Linked DNA regions of Ovis aries: region 1 is linked to region 2. The links are chromatin contacts, called in public Hi-C maps. All regions are on one chromosome and are shown on one strand. The core of a region is the stretch at or near the end of the contact, and the rest is flanking DNA. Distances in the headings are between cores, read along the strand shown.

Evidence for each region. Hi-C and Micro-C count contacts between places; a contact is called where the count stands out from the background.
Region 1: a contact with region 2 is called in a Hi-C map of tail adipose tissue, with 8 times the contacts expected there. The contact joins the promoter of NXPH3 here to the promoter of DLX3 in region 2. A contact is called at or near these places in 8 of 16 Hi-C or Micro-C datasets (blood, liver, muscle and 3 more).

Annotation. Positions count from the first base shown.
Region 1 is chr11:36,769,989-36,776,215 of ARS-UI_Ramb_v3.0, forward strand. It overlaps NXPH3 (neurexophilin 3), which reads right to left and starts at 3,063. Exons shown (of 2, transcript XM_004012789.6): 1 at 2,846-3,063; 2 at 1-469. The coding sequence starts at 2,899.
Region 2 is chr11:36,388,615-36,394,753 of ARS-UI_Ramb_v3.0, forward strand. It overlaps DLX3 (distal-less homeobox 3), which reads left to right and starts at 3,431. Exons shown (of 3, transcript XM_004012779.5): 1 at 3,431-3,992; 2 at 5,044-5,234. The coding sequence starts at 3,668.

The sequences.
Region 1 (6,227 bases), core at 1,813-4,312, 380 kb after region 2:
AGTTGAAGATTTTGGAAGCTTTGGCTTCGATGAAGATCTGCTGCTCCTGGTGGAACTCTACAGCTTTACTCGGGGGCACGAGGCTGATGGAGATATTGCCCTGGCCTGTGGCATTGTGTCGGAAGTGGACACTGAAGGTCCCGTTGCCGTGGTCCACGATCTTCCCCGTGACCAGCAGGTTCAGGGCTACCGTCTTGATGTTGGAGTAGAAATCACCCCAGCCAAAGATTTTCTTTACTTTGGCTGACGGCGGGGGGCTGTGGTTTGGGCGACTGGGGGGCTGCCCAAGGACCCCCCATGCCTCCCCAGGTGGAGCCAGCAGTCCTAGGAGAGTAGAGTTGGCCATGTGGCGGGACTTAGGGGACATGTGGCCCCGCTTTCGAGGCATCCGGGGCCGGGCCTGGCTCTCAGAGTCATCATGCTCAGGGTCCTCTGAGCCTGGCGGGCCGTCATCCTGGCCGCAGATGACCTGCGGAGGGAGTTGGGAGGAGAGTGAGCACCTGGGTCCTCCTTCTGAGGACTCAGGAATTCCAGCCCACCACTCCTTACCACCAGCACCGTCTCTCTGCCCCTCCCTTCCACTCTGACTTGGGGCCAAGGGGCCCCGGCACGTTGCTCACTTACACTGGGGGTTGGGTGTGCATTCTGGCCTGTGTCATGGTTCCATCTCACGTTCTGACACTCAGGTCATGCCTAGCTCCTCTCACCACTGTGCTGCCTCTGGCCACTATTCAAATTCTGGAAGGATGGTGCGGAATTCTCTCCCGGGACCAAGGTTGCAGAGGTACCCAGCTTCTCCTCTTAAGAGAGCTCCAAGTCTAATGGGGGAGGCCCAGCTCCTGATCTCGGGAGAGCCTTCATCAGACCGCAGTACACCCCTCCGTTGACAGAGCAGTTGTTGTCTAGGAGAGATACAGTCTCCACCTCTGTGATATTCCCAGGCTAATGGGGGCGGTACACTGTCTGCCTTCAAAGAGCCCCAAGCCAGGTCGGGGTGCTCCATCTCTCTGCTGAGAGAGCCCCTCGTTTGACAGGGGAGGTACAGCCCTTGCCTTCGGGAACTTTCTAGTCTGTTGAATGAGACGCCATTCCTGCACTGGGGGAGTTTCTACCCTCAGAGGCAAAGAGAACCAACAGAGGATAGAGAAGAAAACAGAACCCAGTGAAGTTCTCTCTCAAGCACAAATGAGGTTTAGGTTTTAATGGGAGGGTTTGAGGGAGACCTGGGTGAGTTCCATAACCAGGATAACCAAACTCCACTGATGATAACATGCCAGGACACGACATACTAGGAGGGAGCTCTTCTTATTCCCATTTCTCAGATGGGGACACCAGCCTCACAGTGTACATCACCACAAGACTAGGTCCCTCAGGGTCAGTCCTCCTAATCCACCATACCCCCAGGCTCTCAGACCAGATGGGTCCTTCTATGGGAGTTTTATCCAAACCCTACCCTCATCTTGGATCTCTGGAAAGCTCTGTGGAGGCTCGGATGGCCTCTGCGGCATCCGCTCTATTGACAGGCAACATCTGGGGAGGCTTCTTGAAGGAGCTGTGGGGAGGGCCAGCAGGACAGCCTGACAAGCTCAAACACAGGACAGCTCAGGAGGGCACCGGGGAATGGACCAGGTTCCCTGAGGACAGCTGCCCAGCATGGGTATGCTCAGCTTTTCAAGAAAGGCCCTCTGTGTCTCACAGCCAGCGCCAGGTGCACCAGCTCACAGCTGGGCAGCATCTGGACTTGCTGGGACCTGGGATAAGGATGTGGAATGCCTGAGGTTGTCATACGCACGGCTACAAAGGGGTTCGGGGTCTTCATGTCCCCTGTTCTGGCCCTGGCCATGTCTGCGGTTGTGCGCGGTGTCCCTGCCTGCCAGGACCCAAGGGTGGGGGAAAGGGACAGCAGGAGGGGAGGGCCGCGGGGCTGGGGTCAAGGCAGAAGACGTGTGCGTGTACTTAACCCTGAGGGGGCGGGGGTCACAGCTGAATGTCTGGAGGATGGAGAGAAGGGCCCTAGGGGGAGATATGACAAGGGAAGGGTTCTTCCACACAATGGCAAAGGGGATTATTGTTTTGAGAAGACCCAGATGTGGCTCTGAGGCTTCTCCACGACAGGATTGGTAGGTGGCGGTCGGTCGGAGGGGATTCGCGCCCTGAGCTGGGGTCTAGTGTGGATTCCCCGCGTCCTGGGCCGCCAGGAAGACGCGAGCGAGCGCACGGGGAGCGGGCTTCGGGCGCTCCGCTCAGCTGCCGCGAGCGCCCGGGGCGGGAGCCGCCTGCCCAGGTCCTGTGGGGCTCGGGCTGCGCGCAGCCGGGAGAGGAGGAAAACAACAGGCAAGGAGGGAGGGAGCGGGAGGGAAGGCGGGAGCGAGGGACGCGGGGGCCACCCCCCGCCTGGGCCAGCTCGTGCGCTGGGGGCCCCAGAGCGCGGGGCCCTCCGGGTCCCTCCGCGTCCCCGAGGTCACGGAAGAGCCCATGCCCCCTACCCTGGCAGATCATCAGCTCCACAGCCACCCTCCACTACCCTTCCGCACGGCCCGGGGCCCGGGAAGAGGTCGAGTGACCCTTGGCGACGTCTGCGGGCATTTTCCCTCGTGCCCGTCGCACCTCCCGCCACCAGCGGCCGAGTAGGTGGGCCAGCCCAGCACCCTCTCCCCGCCCCTATTAACCCTTCCTGTACAGTCTCCGGCCTCGGACCCGCCCTCTCCCCCAGCCTCGAGGCTTCTCCTCCATCCCCGGGATGTTGGGGGGAAGGGAGAAAGTTTTCGGGCTCGGAAGCTTCCCGCGCTCTCCCCCAGTCCTCCCAGCCCCCGCCCCTCCGCGCCGCTCCCCGCGGATCACTCACCAGATAGAGGCTGCCCTGCACTAGGAACACGAAGCAGCAGCGAGTCAGTTGCATCTTCCTCTTTGCTCTCGTGCCCCTTCCTCGCGTCTGTTCCCTTCAGGGTCCCAGGCCCTTCCTCACCCCTGCTCGCTCCTTCAGGCGCGCCGTCCCATGCTCCAGTCCCCCGGCCCCCGGCGGCCCTCCGCGCGGCCAGCCGCCCAGGACCGACCCCGCCCCCTTCGGTCCAGCTGTGCAGCCGCCGCCCCCCTCCCCGGTCCAGCTGCGCGCGGCGCGGCCCCCTCTCGCGGCCCCAGATGTGCGCCCCGACCGCCTCGAAGGGCCCCAGCTGCGCGGTGGCTCCGCGGCCGCAGATATGCCCCCTCGGTTCCAGCGGCGTCGCTCTCGCCCAGATGTGTTGGGGACCCGCGCGCGCGCTCGCCCCAGAGCTAATTCCCCGGGCCAGATGGCCCCTCCCGCCCCGTCGCGGCGCGCCCCCTGGCGGACGCCCCTGGCCGCGCCAAGCCCCGCCGCCGCTACCCGCGCTGCCTCCCGCCAGACTGGAGCGCTCCTGGCGCCCAGGCGGCTCCCGCTTCCTCGTCCCTCCCACCACCGGCGGCGGCGGCGGCGGCGGCAGGTACTGTGAGCCCAGCCGGTACCTCCGCAGTTAACTCCTCCCCTGCCGGCCCGCAACCCGGGGATTTAGGACGCAGGGGGCAGGATTTGGGGGCGGAGTTCACTCCGCGAGGCAGGGAGAGGGTGGTGACCTCGGGGATAGGAACCCTACTAATTCCAACCCTGAGCAGGGCCTCTGTTCCTGGTAAGGAGCATTGAGAATCTGCTGCCCTGCCCTGAACCCCAAGAGACCTGGAATGTGGAAAGATTATTTTTCCCAAACCCCGTTACAAGAGAGCCAGAAAAGAAGGTCTTCCTTCCGTCTCCACAGCCCAAAGTCCACCTCTGTCTGCAAGACTTGCTTTTGTGCTGGGGGAAGTTCTTCTGGGTGTCTAGCCTGAACTCCTTTGGTTATAATCTCAATTCCTATCCTCTTCTGCTTTACTCAGAGGGGCTGGGATAACCCTCCTCACCTCCCCCCAGTACCTCTCAGTCCAGTCGCTGTGACAGGAAACTTGACTGGAGTCTTGGGATGAAAAGGCAGCTAGGGGCCAGGCTGGATATCTGGGGCTGGGGTCAAGGGTAAGCCTCCTGAGAAGCTGAGAAGTGAGGTGAGCAAGGCCCCTGGAGGCTGTACCTCCATTCTTCACTCTGCCCTTCCTATGAGGGATGTGGGGTTCCTATGCCAGCAGGGTATCTGTCTCAGGTTTCTGCAACCCTCCAGGGCAAGAAGGAAGAAAAAGACCCTCATTCGAGATTGCAAAGTGGGGCCCATCCCCCATTGCCCCACATCTCCACGTTGTCTTCTTGGAATTGCAGGGCCCCTTTAGTCCTTAGAAAAATCAAAGGTCAAGTCCCAGCACCCAGCACTTTTCAGAGGCTGTGAGGCTGAGGAGGTACCCCAGCATTTGGAACAGCCCCAGCCTGGGCTTGGCCCATGGGGCAGGGTGGGTGGGCACTCTGCTGTGGCCCTCGAGGCCCAGCTTGGTCTCTGGCTGCAGCCCCCAGCACGCACCCAGCCTCCTCCCCCACCATCTGCCAGGCGGGTGCATGGGGAATGCAGATGAATCTTAATATCAGCCTGGGCCAAGTGCGATGAGGGAGACAGATTCTGCAGAACCCAGACAGCGTCACAGGGCCCCCTGCATTCCCCAGGCACCCTGGGCAGTACAGGAGACAGCAGCCCTTCTCTGGGGGTGGTGGGGGGTGTGCATGTCTAATCAAAGACCACCCCCCACCCCAGCAAAGCCAGGGGAGGAAGGAACAGATAAATCTTTGTCTGGCCTCTGAGCCTCTGGTCCGGCTGGGAGGAAGAAGCTGTTGGCCTGAGCGTGGGCAGCTGGTTCCGGCGCTCAGCTAGGCAGAGGCGTAGCTGGGCCCACTCCTTGTCCATCTCCAGAAGGTCCTATCCCCAGGAGAGCAGTGTGACCCAGCAGAAAGAGCACAGATTTTCAGGCCAGACAGTCCTGGATTCCATTCCGGGCCTGGCTGTGTGACCTTGGGCAGGTTGCTTTGGTTCTCTGAAGCCAGTTTCCTGATCTGTTGTTGCAAGAACTAAATGAGACAGAATGTGGAAGCAGAGTGCAGGCACAGAGGCTGCGGGCAGTCATGGCGTGCGATAAAGGGAAGCTCTTTTCTGCTGCCCACACATTTGCTCTGGCTGAGCCTCCTGCCAGGCTTGCCCTCATTGCCCTCTCAGTCCTTCCTGACTGACTCTCTCTTCCTTCAAGTTTCCACTCCGCATTCATCCATCAACCACTGGCCAAGCCTGTCCTTGGTGCCAGGCACCAGGCCAGGGGTTGGGATACACAGATGAATGGAACTCCATCCCTGCCCTCAAGGATCTCACTGGCTAGTGTGGAACTGAGACATGAAAATCAATGATTATAACTCGGTGTGGTGAGTAGAAAGATCCTTCCAGCAGTCAGTACGTATACTCCAAGGACCGTGTGGGTGTGGGTGGAGAGGGATGGCTTCCTGGAGGAGGTGGTGCCAAAGGACGAATGAATGGTCTAAGATCTGGAGGCTAGAACCAGAAGCAGTTTGCTGTTACTGGAGCTCAGAGGGGAGGGGAAGAAGTTGGAGCAGGAAGCTGGTAACAGCTGATCCAAGGTCTTTCCTGTGGGTCAAGGGGGTTAGGACCTTGAAAACATTTTGAAGGGTTTTAAGGGGGCTGGTAATTATAGTTAGATTTGCATTTTAGAACGTTTTGGAGAATTCACAAGAAAGAGGAAAGACTAGTGCTCTGGAGGGAACCAGTTAGGGGATAAATGCAATCTGGGGTGAGAGAGACGGGGAGACTGGAAACATGCTGGGGAGGCAGATCAGGATTGAGTTGTTGCTGAAATAAGGGAGGAAGGGAGACAGGGAGTCAAGTCTGATAACCAAGTCTCTGGCTTGGACGGTAGGCAGGATGCTCTCTGAAGTGGGCATTACCAGTGGTGGGGAGGCAGGTTGGTTCCCGGGGGGTTGGCTTTGGTCAAGTCAAGTCTGGGTGCTGTTAGCCAACCAAAGGCAGAACAGAGTCTAGCCTGGGGTACTAGAGTGTGGATGTGCAAGTAGAACAAGGGGCTTGGATGGATTTAAGGGGTGGGCAGAGGGCAGAAGCTGGCAGCCAGGGGCAAGGAGGGTTTGTGGGCTGATCCCAGAAGCAACAGAAGCAGTGGGGCTCTCACATGAGTGTGCCAGACTGAGGCAACTGTACACATGCGGATGCCAGGTCCCACTCCAGGGTCAGCAGATGGGAGCTCAGGACCATGCATTTTTGCCCCTTTCCCAGGTAATGGCCTCT
Region 2 (6,139 bases), core at 2,181-4,680:
TTAACAGACAAGAGTCCTATAATCAAAACCTTAGAACATCAGAGATTGAAGGGACCTCAGAGGCCATCTAATAATCCACTTTTTGATTTACAAAAGAGAAACCTAAGGGAAGGAGTCACTGGCTGGATAAGGATGGGTGGGAGGAGGGAGAGGTGGTAACTGCAGAGTAAGGCAAAGTCATGGTGAAAAGTGAATATTTAGTGTGGATAGGGCTTCTAAAATAAGTAAAGATAACATTCTTTCTGGGTGTGATGGGGGGACACTGCAGGTGGCCTGCTTTCCCAGGTCTACCAGAGTGCAGCTGGATACGCCTCCTCACAGTGACCACGAGGTGGCGCCAGCTCACCAGACAATGAAGAGAACAGGAGCTGGCCGGTTCACCCTCCGGCTGGGTCCTTCCTGAGTTCCTCCCCTCAGACCTGGCACTCTGTAAATCCAGCTGCTCCTACAGTGCCCAGGTGGCATAATATTTGGGCTCTAAGGAATCGCTTGCTTCAACAGAGAACATGTTCTCATACCAAAGAGAGGGTGTTCGATGGACTCTGAAGCATTGGCCAGCACTGCCCCTTCTCCCTCCTGCCAGCCTCCCAGAGGCATCAGACTGTCTGCCCTCCATCACCCCTCCACCAGCGGCAGGACTATGCCCAGGCTGACACCTGCTCATCTTGTTGGCTCAGGTGAGGCGCAATGGGTGGCAATAGTCCCACTGAATCCTCTGGCAACCTCACCACCCTGAGCTGGCAGGTGCCTGCCCAGCGGCTGGTGGCTCCAGTCTTGCTGGCCTGACGGGCCCCTTTGGGGCCACATGGCCTCATCTGGGAAGCTGCTTCTATCCTGGAGTGGGACAGCTTGATGCCGGAGCCTGCCCCAGGCCACCCCTTTCCCTAACCCTGCAAGCGTACCCAACCGAGATGATTCAGCCCCTCTCCAGTATTAGGGAGTCCTAGTTATTCTTTCATCAAACTTCTGTTGAGTACTGAGGTTGTGTGTGCCAGGACCTGCCCTTGGTATTTAGAACATAGTAGTGAACCAAACAGATATGGTCCCTGGTGTCCCAGAGCACGGGCAATGGGGGATCAGATGCTAACTTCACATTACCAAACAATTATTTAATTGCTCTCTTCAGTCCCTAATGCTGCAGTTTAAATCTGCTTCTAGAACTCTCAGGTTTTCATAGCAGAATGCAGCATAGAAACTATCCTAACATAACCCACCATCACCACCACGCTTTCAGCTTTCATGATTCCAGGATTCCGAGCTTCCAACCCACTGCCCCTTCACTTTACTTAGGAGAGCCAGAAGGAGGGAAGGGAGTGAGGCTTCACTGAGGACCGTGTGAGTAAGGCAGACTTCTGTCTCTGCTTTACTTGGCGTTTCTCTGTCTCTGTTGACGGGTGAATGAATGAATGAATGAACGAACCCCCAAGAAGGGGCTTATCCAACTCTGGAGTGCTGGGGGCTCCAAAGCAGGCCCCGCCTACCTCCCCCGCTCCCATTCTGGGAGGGGGGCCGGCCCCGCCCAGTGCCCTTCCTGCCCCCAGCGCCGCGGGCTCTCCAGGCGCCCTCTTGGCACCAGAACAGAGGGCATCCAGAGCGGGTGGCAACTCGCCCCGCCACGGGCTCGGAGCGGCCGGCGATAGGCGCTGGGGGGACGCGGAGATAGACAGACAGATAGCGCTCCCCAGGCCCAGCCCCCGCCCCCACCTTTCCCACGCCGCGGCCTCTCCACTTGGGCCTGGCGGGCACTCCTGCCCCTTGCACCCAGGACTGTGGCCTTCTGTCTTCGCCAACGGCAGCTCTCAAAGCCCCGAGAACCCTAACAGCCTACCCTGGCGGTCTGGCTTTGGAAAGGGGCACAGAGCCTCTTCCAAAGCTTTCTTCCAAAGCACGCTTTTCCACCGGACAGAGTCTTCGGAAGAGACCCCTCCTCCGGGCTGGGCAAGACTTGGGGATGCTGGCGAGCCAAAGACTGACCAGAAGGTGGCGCGCTGGCACTGTGCGTCCTGGGACAAGTTAGCCCGGTCAGGCAGGGGAAGAGGACCGGAGAATTGACCGCGGAGCCCTGTGTGAAGGTTGTCATGCAACTAGAAACTGATATTTGGAAGAGACTCCTTCTCCCCACAACAGAGGAAGACGGAGAACAGAATCGAAAGTGGAATGGATAAATGAGCTAAAGCTTTGGGAGCAGTTTGGATGACTTAGAAAGCTGGCCTTGTGGGCCAGACAGAACTAGGAGGTGGGAGTCCCCAGGGAAGAGAGCCTCTTTCTTAGGGGGGACAGGGTTCAGTGGAGCATCATGGTTCTCAACTACCTTAGGTTGAGAAGGTGCTGAGAGTTTTATGTGCATCTGTATACAACTACAAATTCATACACAGACACCCCATCCCATGGCCCTCCACTCACACTACTTTCCGACTCCCATACACACTGGCTCACTCTCACATGCATGCCCTTGCACTGAGTGCATTCTTTGTATGAACGTGGACTCTGTATGTGCTGCAGAACACATGAATCCCCACATCACACACCCCTGATCTCTGAAAATGCTCACTCTGTCTGGATATTACAAGTCCCAGAAGCACAGAATCTGCCCCCAAACTTACTGAAGCACAGAGAGCCAGCCTGTGTCCCACCCATCTTCATGGGGACCATATTCTTTCCCACAAGCCTAGGTCATCTCTGAAACTTTTGGAGACAAATTTAACATCACTACACACAGGCTGTGCACCTCCTGGAGCTTCCCTGGACCCAGTGATGACTTTTTTAGGCCTGAAGCACTTTTGTCTGATGGACCCCTTCATTCATCAAAAACATTTTTTAAAGTTACATTTTGTGATTGCATTGCTGTTAAAATGATATAGTAATATATATTCAAACTTTTTCTTTAACTTATTTTTTTTTCTTTTCTTCTAATTAAAAAAAAGAAAAAAACAGAACATTTTCATGAGCCTGGGTCCTGCCACTTTGGGCATGTTTGTCTGCCCATCATTTGCCCCGCCACCCCACACACCTTGAACCACCTACCTCACAGACACCCAGCGGGCAAATTCCCCTCCTCTATGGCACCTGAGCCCACCTTCCACTCACAGGCAGAGAGACAGACAGACGGACAGACCTGGGGACTCTTGCAGAGATACCCTTGTCCAACTCTTTCCTCCAGGAACACTGAGGGGTTATCTGGGCTGGGGAAGGGATCCACAGGAGGAGGAACAGAGGGGTCTGTGTGAGTGTGTGAGAGAGAGAGAGTGTGTGAGTGTACGTGTGTGTGAGTGTATGTGTGTTTGTGTGTTGAGTAACAACAAAGAATGAGAGAGAAACGAAAGAGCGCAAGAGCATGTTTTGCCTGGAAGGCAAGACTTGCAGCCAATCAGAGCGCTGGGGCCTCCCTCTGCGACTCCACTATTGAGTCTATAACCGGCTGGCCGGGCGGAGCTGGCAGCATTTGACTGTGGCTTGGGACGCGACGAGAGGCGCGCCGCGACCGCCCGAAGACCCGCGATGGTCTAAGCGCCCCTCGACCGACCCTCCCCAGAGACGCTGCCGGGAACCCTCCCCCCTCGCCCTCCGGACACACAACCCCGCCTCGTCTCCTCCGCCTCCCCCGAGCTCCTGCCCGCTTCGGCGTTCCGGCTGAGGCCAGCCCGGGGGTGGTACGGCGCCCGCCAGGATGAGTGGCTCCTTCGATCGCAAGCTCAGCAGCATCCTCACCGACATCTCCAGCTCGCTCAGCTGCCATGCGGGTTCCAAGGACTCGCCCACCTTGCCCGAGTCTTCCGTCACTGACCTGGGCTACTACAGCGCTCCCCAGCACGACTACTACTCGGGCCAGCCCTATGGCCAGACCGTAAACCCCTACACCTACCACCACCAGTTCAATCTCAACGGGCTTGGAGGCACAGGCGCTTATTCGCCCAAGTCGGAATATACCTACGGAACCTCCTACCGGCAATATGGAGCCTACCGGGAGCAGCCGCTGCCCGCTCAGGACCCAGGTGAGGACCGCGGGGTCTCTGAGAGCGGGAGGCACTGGGAGGTCCCCGAGAGAGAGGAATTGGAGCCAAAATCTAGGGGAGCGTCCCGGCCAAGAAATGTACTGTCTGAAGTTAGAGACGGTGAGCTAGATGACCCCCAGAGTGGACGGGCGACCTTCCAGTCCAGAAACTGGGCGCCTTTGGGGCGTGGTGCACGCGGGACGCTGCGGTCGGTCCCGGGTGAGGATCCGGGTGAGCGAGGCGGAGAAGGAGAGGGCCCTGGACGGTCAGAGAGCCTCCGGATCCAGGTGCTTTCCCGGCACTTCAGCAAGCGGCTCTCCATCGGGCTCCGGGCAGGCGGCGGGCGCTGGGCGTTCTGCGACCGCAGTTTGGATCTGGGCTGGGGAGGGGGAGAAAGATGAGGGCGACACGGAGAAAGAGCCCTCAGAATTACGGAAACAGGGAGGGAAGCAGCAATTGAGAGTGAAGAGACAGGGGCAAAAAGAAAAATGGAGGCATACAAATATTTTTATAAAATATAAAATATTTTTATTTATAAACATAAAGTGGAGGCATAAAAATGGAGAGACAAAGGGAAAGGAAAGACGGAAGAAAGGATCCGAGGAAAGGGCGAAGGAAAAGGAAGTCTGATGCGGCCGCAACATTTTCTGAAATCTAAAATTATTCTAAAAAGAAAGGGTCTAAAAAACAAAAAAAGGAAGGGAGAACAGGAAAGAGCGAGCGAGAGCAGTGACGACGGCGAGGTGCCTGTGAGAGGGCGGCGAGCAGGCGGGCGGCAGGGACTGGGGAGCGAGGCGGCGGCCGTGCGCGTCCAGGGGCGGCTGGCGCCGGGACCGGGGGAGCAGGAGCCCGGGAGCGCAGCGTCGTGGGCGGCCGCCGGCCAGGCTCTGCGGCCGCAGCTCCCTCCCGGGGCGCCGGCGGCGGAGAGCGCCGCCAGGAAGTCCCGGGACGAGTCGGTGGGCCGGAGGGTGGGGGCTCCCGCGGGGCTCCGGAGGGCGCCGGTGTCTCTGGCCGAGGCTGAGTCGCCCACCGCCCGGTGCGTTGCCCGCAGTGTCCGTGAAGGAGGAGCCGGAAGCTGAGGTGCGCATGGTGAACGGGAAGCCCAAGAAGGTCCGAAAGCCGCGCACGATCTACTCCAGCTACCAGTTGGCCGCCCTGCAGCGCCGCTTCCAGAAGGCCCAGTACCTGGCGCTGCCCGAGCGCGCGGAGCTGGCCGCGCAGCTGGGCCTCACGCAGACGCAGGTCAGTGGCGGGCGGTCGAAGGCCGTGAGGACTCGGTGGGGTCCTGCGGGACCCCGGGATACCCCAGGCACCGCTGAGCCTAGATGGCCTCCTAAGTTGCCTGCAGGCCCTTGAAACCCTTGTCTGTGTGTAGAAGGACCCCCAGATCTCAAACACGTGTACAGGTGTGCATATTTGTGAATCGTGCGACTGAGTGTGGACTGAGTGTGTCTATCAGATTCTCTACCCCAGAATCACCAGCTTCCACAGGCTCCCAGCAGCGACGGTCACTGCTAGGAGTCCACATAGTGCTCCCCACCACCCCAGGCTAGGCGTGTGTGTGTGAGGGGTGTACATACACGTGTATTCATGTCTGTTTGCACACAGGCTAACGTGTGCACAGTACCTGTGGGATACACACCTCAGGAGGAAGGCCTTTCAAGGGCCACTGTGTTTATTGATGAACACATGTACTTGACTGGGCCCCGTGGTGAGTGTATGTACAAAAATGTGTGCTTGTATCAAAAGACTGCATTCCTGCTCAGTACCCAAATGCTCCACCCCTTGTGTGCTTGGAGGCAAGAACAGATTCCCCACAAAGGGGGGTAGGGACTTAGAGGTGGCAGTCCCCCAGCCCCAGCCTGTCCCTAAAGCCCCCAGCAGCCTGTCACTGCTCAGGGGAGGAGTGGCAGACGCCTGGCTCCCTACAGGTGTTGACAGGCGGGCCTGGGTTGCGGCTGCGTGGGGCCCGGTCCGCCGGGAATCTGGGTCACCCGGTGAGGAGCTGATTCATTGTTTGTACCAGTCATGGGGTGGAGAGCGGCAGGGGGAGGGGGAGATACCCCAAGGGAAATTTGGAGATCATGGCTCACCTGCTCCTGAGTCCCAGATCACCCCCATTAACCAGCCCTGAAGGGCTCCTGAGT